3 separate regions of the Sus scrofa genome follow, and all the other regions are linked to region 2. A link is a contact called in public HiChIP or PLAC-seq data. All regions are on one chromosome and are shown on one strand. Each heading gives the region's core, a stretch centred on a gene start, on an enhancer-like site or on the middle of the called end of the contact. The rest is flanking DNA. Distances are from core to core; before and after follow the strand shown. Region 1 overlaps ADCY2 (adenylate cyclase type 2). Region 2 has its middle 230 kb from the start of ADCY2. Region 3 holds the start of FASTKD3 (FAST kinase domain-containing protein 3, mitochondrial).

Region 1 (3,138 bases), core at 629-3,128, 580 kb after region 2:
AAGGAGAGTGGGAGGCTCTCCCGCTCTGGAGCTGAAAGGGACTGATTTCCAACTTCGGCTCCCGCTTTTACTGAAAAATGTCAGTAAACCTACACAGGCCCCACTTCCCTTCTCAAAAACAGGAACAGACACTTCTCTGCCACGGTGGATGTGAGGGTAAGTGAACTGATGCTCTTACCACACTTGGGACGGCATCAGGCATTCGGTAGATACTTAACCACTGGTCGCTCTTACTCTGGGCGTATTTTTATTGGCATTGCCTTAAAACCAGACAGGCCGTCAGTGCACACGGAGACGCATCGTGCTCATTACTCTGGCATTTTCACCCTCACCCATGAGGCGTTGTGATCCTTTATATGCTGGGCACTTGGCTCGGTGGGAACCACAGTGTCACAAGTACACTCCTTGCCTTCCAGAAGCATGAAATGAGGTTGAGGAGAAGAGGCACATATGTTCAATAGTTTTCACAGATGAGACTATGAACATTCATTCAGAAAAAATAAGTATATATACATATCTATATATATACATATCTATATATCTATATCTATATAGATATATAGATATAGAGAGAGAGAGAGCGTAAATACGTGCCTGGTACATCACTAGATATTCAGAACCTGAAATTGGTTTGCCTTCCAGGAGTTCATGGTGTCTGGGAGACACACATCTGGGTAAACTCTTAGAAAAGAGTCTGCAAGCCATCAATGGAAGGACGTCCCAGGGCAGCAAGGACAAAGGGCTCAGGTCCAAGGGATAGAACTCTAAACGCTGGACAAGGATGAGACAGAGGGAGATATTTAGCTTCTAGGACAATTTGTACTAAGAAGTAGCAAAAAATAAGGCTGACGAGGAGTTCCCACTATGGCAGAATGGGTTAAGACTCCAACTACAGGAGTTCCCATCACGGCTCAGCAGTTAATGAACCCAACTAGTACTCATGAGGATGCGGTTTGATCCCCGGCCTCGTTCAGTGGGTTAAGGATCCTGCGTTCCTGTGAGCTGTGGTGTAGGTCGCAGACATGGCTCAGATCCCGCATTGCTGTGGCTCTGGCATAGGCCAGCAGCTGCAGCTCCAATTGGACCCCTAGCTTGGGAACCTCCGTATGCCGTGGGTGCTGCCCTAAAAAGACAAAAGACAAAAAAAAAAAGACTCCAACTGCAGCAGCTCAGGTCACTGAAGAGGCTTAGGTTTGATCCCCGGCCTGGCGCAGTGGGTTAAGGATCCGGTGTAGGTTCAGATTCAGTCCCTGGCCCAGGAACGTCCATATACCACAGGGGCAGCCAATAAAAAATAACAGTAATAATAAGGCTGAAGAAGTAGAGAAGGACCTTGAGCGTTTACTTGGGATCTGTCCTCAGCGGTGTACTAGAAATGGTATAATTTCTCCAAACACACCTGGAGATGCAGGTGAGGCGATGCCAGCTGGAAGCAGATGGGCGGCAGTGCCAGCTGCAGGGCTGGGATGGCCCTTTTCTTCCTCTACTCCTCTCTGCTGAGAACTCCATCTCAAGGACACCTGGAAGAAGGTGGCACAGGAGGTCCAGCTTGCCCTCCCCCTTCCCGCCCATCAGCAGGTGGGAGCCTGGATTCCCAGGTGTCCTCCCACGTGGTTAACTGGAGGACAGGGAGGCTGGCCCCTTCCGCCTCGCATGACCACACAGCCCATCTCCCTCCAGCAGCTCCCTTGAGAAAGGACACGAGGACAGGCCCCAATGTAGGTCCTCCTGGGCACGGGCCACTAAGGGCTGTCACCGTGACGATGCCGTCCTCCTGCCACCTGCTCAGTCTCGGAGCTCAGCTCAGGATAAGGCTGCTCGCAGCTGCTCCTGTACAGCGAGAACTGATGGTGCCTTTGGCAGGGGAGGGCCCGTCAGTCAAGCCCAGGCAGACAGCTGGCTTGCCCCCTGGACCAGCTGGCCCTTGGTCTTGCATCCTGCATGGAGTTGTCTTGCTGTGTCAAGTTCACAGTGGCAACTCCTCCATCCTGGCCCTCTTCCTGGCTTCCTCTCCCATCTGCGGTGTTCACAGCATCCAAGGCCACTTTTCTGCTCCAGAGATGAAGGGACCTTCCTCCGGGATGGAGGCCTCCTCGTCTGGTCTCAGGCACACCTGGATCATGACATCATTTATTTCCAAAAGGGGCCTAACTATGATTGGGAGAGAGCTGGGGAATTGTCCCATCTGGATAGGTAATTCCCTCGGAATGACCCTGCTCGAGAGAGACTTCCATGGCAGAGATGTCCCAGGTTTGCAGCACCTGCTCCCAAGAGCCCCAGACCATGGGCCAAGGGCTGTCTGCCTGGCGACCCCAGGAGACTTTGACTGTGGCCCCAGAGCTGTCTTCAGAATGTGAGATGAAGGACTAAAGACCAGACAAGGGAACTTTCCTGGAAAGCAGGTGTATTCCCAGCCGTTAGGACCCCTAGCTTTCCTGACAGGTGATACTGTGGCTCTTGCATGACCATGAATATATCACCGAGAGGAAGATGGACCGAGAGGCCAAGGGCAGGGCTGAGAGCTCTGAAATAGGAGCGTTTCCTAAAATGGGCTCCTCATGCTGGACTTTGTAACATGCATGTGTGTGTTATAGCCTCAGTGCCCTGCGTCCAGCTTCCCAGGAGAAAGTGCCAGCCAGCTCGAAGGAGAGCTTGGTAAATCAAGCCGCAAGGGACAGCTGTGACAGACCTGCAGGGCAGCACTGGCCAGAGTTCTGAGTGATTCTGACAGATGCCAAGAAAGTCTTGGCATCCTTGCTCTGACAGGAGTGTCGCCCCACAGCCTTGTAACTCAGCCTCCTCCTCCTCAGGAGTGTGTTCACTCACCTGTGCACATGTCCGGAGAGCGGACACGGCTTTTAGCACAATATCCACACCCCTAAGAGTGGGGTCTTTGTTTCTTTATTCTGTCATGTGTCCTAGGAAAGTACCTTCTCTGTAAGGGGGGGCCATTCCCTAGTTACCCAAGGAGAAAATGGCAGCTTGGGTGAAAGGAAACATTTTGTATGTAATCCCGTTTGACCTCATAAAACCACGATTTCTCACCGAATCTTTAAAAGACAGAATCTAAATGGGAAACAGGTCTGATGTGAGAGCTGACTGCATTGCTCCTAGGATAGTTCCTGGTTGATGGGCAGT
Region 2 (3,229 bases), core at 703-3,202:
CGGAGCTTTGGTGAAGATTCTTTTTGAGATAAACTGGTTGCAGATAGCTATACAAATCGAAATATTCAATTTTGACATATCTGGGGAAAGCCTCTTCCCTCTGGGTCATACCAGGAGGACAAATCAGCTGTCGAATCTAGCAGCAGTTATTAGCGTAGACGCCATGATAGTGAAGTCATGTGTGTTTTTCACAGGAGATCATTTACATAAATGTCTCTAATAAGGCAAACCTCGTGTCCTGGTAACCTCCACTATCGTGTGTGGGGACGGAGGTGGGTCTGGGTCTCGTGTGCTTTGGGCGTGGCAATGATGGTGACAGCCCTGTTCCCAGGGATCCTGCGCTGTTGTAGAAAATAAACGAAACGGTGTGTGTTGGGTGGGGGGGGGCAAGGAGATCCAAGCTGGGGACAGGACAGGAGGAGCCAGGGACGTGGGAAATTCCCTGGAGACCTTCCTGCCCTTTACAGCCACTGGTCCTAGAGAAGGGAGTTGAACGTGATGGGGTGGCAGGCAGACCTGGAGGGGGCACTGATGGGGGTGAGGTGGGTTCCCAGAGACACACGCTGGTGTGAGCCGCAGACGGCGAGCGTGATCTGGCAGAGCCCTCGCAGGGAGCAGCACAGCACTGCCCCTCCCGGTCTCCGAGCCCCTCCCTCCCATGGTTACACTCCCCGAGAGCATCATCCAAAGTCAAGCTTACAACCTTGAGGGAGCCACAGCCTTCCTCCAAGTTTTCCCAGCCGACTTCATCCTACACTGGTCACTTTATATTTTTTTCTCATTTTCTTCTCCCTCCCTCTCCTCCTCCTCCTCTTTCTTTTCCGCTGGCTGCCCTGCAGCATACAGCATACGGCGTTCCCAGGCCAGGGATCAGATCCGAGCCACAGTTGTGACCTACACCACAGCTGTGGCAACACCGATCCTTTAACAGGATGGGCTGGGCCAGGGATTGAACCTGCATCCTGGCCCTGCAGAGATGCCGCCAATCCCATTACGCAACAGCGGGATCTCCTCTCCTTCCTCTGCATACATTCCTCTTGCTCTGCTCTATGTGTGCTTTCTCACAGTTTCTTCCAGATTAAGCGTAGCCTTCCTCTAGGACTGAGAGCTCCAAGTGTAGCAAAAAGTGCATCTGCGCATGTTCTGAATTACCCTAACAAACTGGCTTTTGCCCTGCCAGGTGTTCCTGGGACGAACATTCAGTGGTGTTGACTGTCCCTTTTCCCGGGCTCCGTGGGTTGGAGAAGGGGTGTGACTCCCTTGCGTCAGTACAGCACAATGTTGGCAGTCTAAGTAAGCAGTCCATAGCCTTTTGTTGACTGACTGAGTGAGTGAATGAATGAAAAATGAACAGATTAACTAAACACCAGAATTGTCACCAGAGGGCACCACGGTGCCACATCAATCTCTCCTTCGGGCCATTTCACGCCATCCATTTTAACCATCATTGAAAGCCCAGCTCAACTGGCCAGCTTCTGACTCTTTAAAATTAAAATGGATCCTTGTGGTTGACACAAAAAAAACTGGGGGAAAAAAAAAAAACAAAAAAAACTTGTCATGTTTGAAAACTAACACTCTAGCTTGGTTTTTATATTCTTATGATAAATTAATATATGCTCATGGTAGACAGTATTAAAATAGCACAGAAATTGACTATAATTAGAGAATCCAGAGTGATTAATGTTTCACATTCCTGGGGAGTTTTCTTTCAGTCTTTTTTCTGTGTTTGTAGTCATTTGCACCAGTGGTGTCCTTCTCCCGAGGCATTCTCAGGTTCTTTTCCCACTCACCATGTGTTCTTCCAAATTGCTTGTCACTGCATTAAAATTTTAGATGAATGCTGACACGTCAATGCATCCATGTTCAAATTGGGTTTGCATTCTCAAAGGACTCAGAAAGGCGTGAGTGGACCTTACAAAGGAGATCCCTCAAATCCTACAGCCATGGCATCTTGTGTGGCCAGCTGGAAGCGCCTCAGGGAGCAGGCGGATCCCACCATCTGAGATGCAGAGAATGTGATTACTCAGCAAAATATTAAATCTCATCTCTGGATTCAGGTTACAGAAATAAATAGTACTTCACTTTCCCTTCTGCACAGTCTGCACACTGGAAAACAGAACTCTGCAAGATACACCACTTTCTGACATGTTCCCGCGGTGGCCTCCAGTTGTTAAGTTGGCAAGACTGCAAACCCAAGGGGATTTTATAGGGAAAATGTGGACAGGCTCCTGTCCATCCCCGTAGGGGGGAAAACTGGATTTTCACTCTCTTCATATTGTTTTGGGAGGTGTTTTTTGTTTGTGCCCACAATTAGACCGTCTCATTTTAAACACCGTGTCCTATTTTTATAACAACACTAGAGTGCATTCCAGAAACACCCATTGCAATATTATGTTGGCAGTCCCATTGGGTACATTTTCTGCATATTTGGGAAAATGGTCGTGGCCAAGTGATTTCTTTTATAGAAAAGGATCTCCATTAAGATATGATGTAATCTCTTGTATAAACTCTGCTGAAAAGTTTGGTTTAATTTTTTCCCTTCTTCATAGCATTCCTTTTTTTAAAAAAAGACATTATGTTTTTTTTTCTCTTTTTAGGGCCACACCCATGGCATATGGACGTTCTCAGGCTAGAGGTCGAATCAGAGCTGGAACTGCCAGCCTATGCCACAGCCACAGCCATGTGGGATCCGAGCTGCATCTGTGACCTACACTGCAAATCACAGCAACCCTGGATCCTTCACCCACTGAGTGAGGCCAGGTGAACCCACAACCTCACGGATACCAGTCAGGTTCTTAACCCTCTGAGCCACAACAGGAATTCCACAGACATTACTTTTTATTGCAATGCTGCTTTCTTCTTTAACTTTCATTTTGGAAAATACATCCATTTTTGATAGTGAAAAGGTAAATACAGTGAGAGAAAATACTTGCAAGGGGTATAGCATAGGGGAAAAGGAGTAGGAATGATTTATGGTCCTACAGGGGTGAGTATGAAGACATTTAAGCAATACATAACTTAGAAGCCAAACACAAAAAGTCAACGGCAGAAAGTAAGTCCTGGCCTGTGGGTGACTCAACGCAGAGGGCGAGCCAGCCCTCAGCTGTCCAGCGACCATGGTCTTTCCCCAGCGGAGCCGCAGGTCAACTCAGAGCAGAGACATGAAATCATTAGGTCTCCCATCAAGGACAGCAGATGCTTCTTTCGGAGACGGCGGAGAGTACAACAT
Region 3 (2,943 bases), core at 214-2,713, 690 kb after region 2:
TGGGCAGCCAATGAGCACCGTCTTTCTTTTCCACTTCACAAATCCGGTGTAAGGCTTCTGCTGCCACAGTCTCAGGTAAAGCCGGCAGTGTGCTTATAAAACGCAGGACTTCTCCTGATGAACCAAGGTTGTTTAGTCTCCTGCAACACATCTCTTCGTCCACATTTTTCACGGTTTGTTCGAACCTGTCCCAATCGTGTACTTGAGAGAACACTGGCTCGCCAACGGGATGAAGGTCATTTCCATTTTCCGAATGGAACTTTTTACAGTGGGCATGATGGAACCTGACCCTGGCGGGCCCGGGCTGCAGTGAACAGAACCACAGACACAGATGCTCCTGGACTATCTTGTGAACGTGATTTACACGTGGATTTTTCAGAGCAGCCAGAGCTCCATGTATTCGAAAATCAGATAAATGACAAAGGTTTCTCCGCAAGGTAATTAAGGCCATGCCATTAGATCAACACCTCTCGATCTGTCACTATGTTAAAGAACAGAAAACATGGTCAAACATATGAGAACACGGTTCACTCAACATCGGTGTTTATGAAACTACGGATGAGAACCCCATAGGAGTGATTCCCCCTAAACATTTCCCTCTCCAACATTAAGTACCAGAAGAGCAGGCGCCTGGATCTAGTTACAAAAATCGCTATCATTTGCCAGGCAGTGCTATGCTGAAGTCTCCCAACAACACAGCGGATTAAGTCCTTTTATGTCATTTTAGAAACGAGCCCGCTGAAGCGCAAAGATGTCATGTCGTCAAATTGAAACTGCTAGTAAGTGGCAGAGCCAGGCTTCAAACTCAGGCAGTCTGGATGCTAAGCGCGCCTCGGAAGTGTCGGCTGATGGGAGGACTGGCGCTTGGTTCAACTCCCTCAAAAAAGGACCATTAATTCGGATCGGTCAAAGCAAAGGTGAAAAACGCGCTTAAAGGGCCCCGAGGTGTTGGTTTCCCTTCAGCCGTCAGGATTTGGCTGGGACTGAGAAACAAGAAGTTCTAACTCGGCAAATGGGGGCAAAGAAAGAATTTGAAAAGCAAAATGTTAGTCAATAAAGGGGGAAGGTGGTTCGCCGGTGCGCACCTGAACGCCCCGCGCTGCGAGCTGGGACCACAGGCGTGCGGGACAAGGGGGGACCGGGCGCCCGGGGGCTGGCGTCCACCTCGGAGTGAAAGGACGCGATGGGCCGGGCGTCCCTGAACCTGGTGCTCCAGGAAACCTGCGCTCAAGCACCGGGAGGGCGGCTACGGCGTCCGCGGAGCTGGGCGAACAAGGGCGGCGTGCGCGGCTGGGCGGAGCCGCGGACGACGCACGCCCGGCGCGGCCATCAGAGCCCAAAGCCGGGATGGGCACCTACCGGACTCAGCGCGCCGGGGGTCCTAGCAGCCCTGGAGGCGCCAGAACCTCGTGGGCCTCCGTACGCGCGCACCGCGGCGGGGGCTCTCAGCAGCCGGGCGCATGCGCAAGGTCCGGAGGCCGCCCCACGTCCGGCGCGCCGTGATTGGCCCAGCTCCTCTCGCGAGCCTCCTATTGGTCTCGGGAGCCGAGTACGCACGCCGCGACCGTGTGCGCAGGCGCGGGAGCCGGGCTCGCAGTACCTACGCCTTCCCCAGCGTCCGGGCCGGACGCGCGCAGGTGAGTATGGGGCAGCTGTCGCTTCTCCGTCTGGGCACATGCCCGGCACGGACCCGAGGGAGGGAGCTGAGGGTGGGGGAGGACACTGGCCTCCGCGCCCTCCGGGCAACGCGGCCGGAGGGCGGGCTGAACCTGGGTCTTGGTCCTAAAAGCTATTCGCGGCCTCTCGGACGGAGTCCTGGGCGGCGTTTGCGCGAGCGGAGCCAGTCCCGAAGGTGGCTTTGAGCCCCTTCTCCGTCGGCGTTTTGGTTCTGAACACTGTACTAGACGAGGGTAAAGGGCACATCGGAGCGCGGGGTCAGGTGCGGAGACCGGGACGGGGCGCCTGAGACTCAGGGATGCCGGGAACGCGGCCCCTCGTGTTCCGCTCTTTCTTCGCGTGACGGTGCCCTGCCGGTGCGGGGAACTGAAGAACCTAAGCCTGGGCCCTGTTAACATCCCACAGCTCCGGACACAGGCCTGGGCCTTGTTGACATTGCGCAGGGCCGGTGTAAAGCAATCAGCCCGGTGCCCAAGTCTCCGGCCGCAGCTCCCTTTCCTAGAAGAACGAAGTTAGCTGCTAAGGGGGACTGAGATGCTGCAAGGTTACCCATCTAATTGCCTTTCTGGCACCGACATAAGCTGCCTGCTTTAAGTTAGACGATATGAACCTTACTTAACAAATCATTATTGTTAACTTAAACACTCTCACTAGTTAAGGTTTGAAGTATTTTAACTGTCCCTTTGTTTTTACACCCCTGTTTATGCATGCGCACCCCTTCCCAACCTGAATGTAAGTTTGTCTTTATAAACACGGTCCGTTTCTTTGTTCGGGGCTTCACACTCAAGCCGCTTTTAGGCAGTGTGGCCTGTAATAAAGACTCCTAATTTGTTTCTTCTCGGTTGGAGTGGTCTCTGTTCTTTCTTGGTGCAGCAAAACCACCTCTGAGGAACGTGGGCTGGAGGACCTTCTCGCCAAGGTACCAAGGGGTTCGTGCTTTGAAGCCCTCAGGCCTGTGTGTGTCTCCTGGGACGCCCTCCCGGACCTTGGTTGTAACAGCTGTTTTCCATCACTGCGCTTTTACAGTCAGCTCCAAGTGCGTGGTGTCTTCCTGCGATTCCCTTATCCTGTCATCTTGCTGACCACTAGAGCGCCCGCTCTGTCCAGGCGCTGTTCTGTTCCGTAGGCTAGTCCATGATTTTTAGCATTGCGATTTAATACTGTTCTTTTGCCCTTTCATTTCTTCGTGGCCAAATTGCCCTTAGATTTAATTGGCCAGAGGAACAACAACAACAAAAGTATTGTGGTTCATTTACCAAAAGCCAA

What was found. HiChIP or PLAC-seq counts read pairs in DNA pulled down with a chosen protein or histone mark.
Region 1: a contact with region 2 is called in an H3K27ac HiChIP or PLAC-seq map of skeletal muscle, with 10 times the contacts expected there. The contact joins two enhancer-like sites. A contact is called at or near these places in 2 of 47 Hi-C or Micro-C datasets (embryonic fibroblasts and epiblast stem cells) and 1 of 2 datasets of contacts at active chromatin or transcription factors (skeletal muscle).
Region 3: a contact with region 2 is called in an H3K27ac HiChIP or PLAC-seq map of skeletal muscle, with 10 times the contacts expected there. The contact joins the promoter of FASTKD3 here to the enhancer-like site in region 2. A contact is called at or near these places in 7 of 47 Hi-C or Micro-C datasets (brain, embryonic fibroblasts, fetal skeletal muscle and 3 more) and 1 of 2 datasets of contacts at active chromatin or transcription factors (skeletal muscle).

The regions. Positions count from the first base shown.
Region 1 is chr16:74,372,026-74,375,163 of Sscrofa11.1, reverse strand. The region is part of intron 18 of ADCY2 (adenylate cyclase type 2); the gene reads left to right. Among named protein-coding and RNA genes, the nearest start is that of C16H5orf49, 86 kb to the right of the region's middle. Within about 2 kb of position 1,878, at least 4 of the 83 cell types and tissues checked have an H3K27ac peak or open chromatin away from gene starts, as enhancers often do. A contact at or near this core is called in skeletal muscle, where this site is marked.
Region 2 is chr16:74,955,339-74,958,567 of Sscrofa11.1, reverse strand. No RefSeq gene overlaps it. Among named protein-coding and RNA genes, the nearest start is that of ADCY2, 230 kb to the right of the region's middle. Within about 2 kb of position 1,952, at least 2 of the 83 cell types and tissues checked have an H3K27ac peak or open chromatin away from gene starts, as enhancers often do. A contact at or near this core is called in skeletal muscle, where this site is marked.
Region 3 is chr16:74,269,438-74,272,380 of Sscrofa11.1, reverse strand. FASTKD3 (FAST kinase domain-containing protein 3, mitochondrial) reads right to left here and starts at 1,463. Exons shown (of 8, transcript XM_003134149.4): 1 at 1,360-1,463; 2 at 1-481. The coding sequence starts at 451. It overlaps MTRR (methionine synthase reductase), which reads left to right and starts at 1,553. Exons shown (of 14, transcript XM_021076617.1): 1 at 1,553-1,637.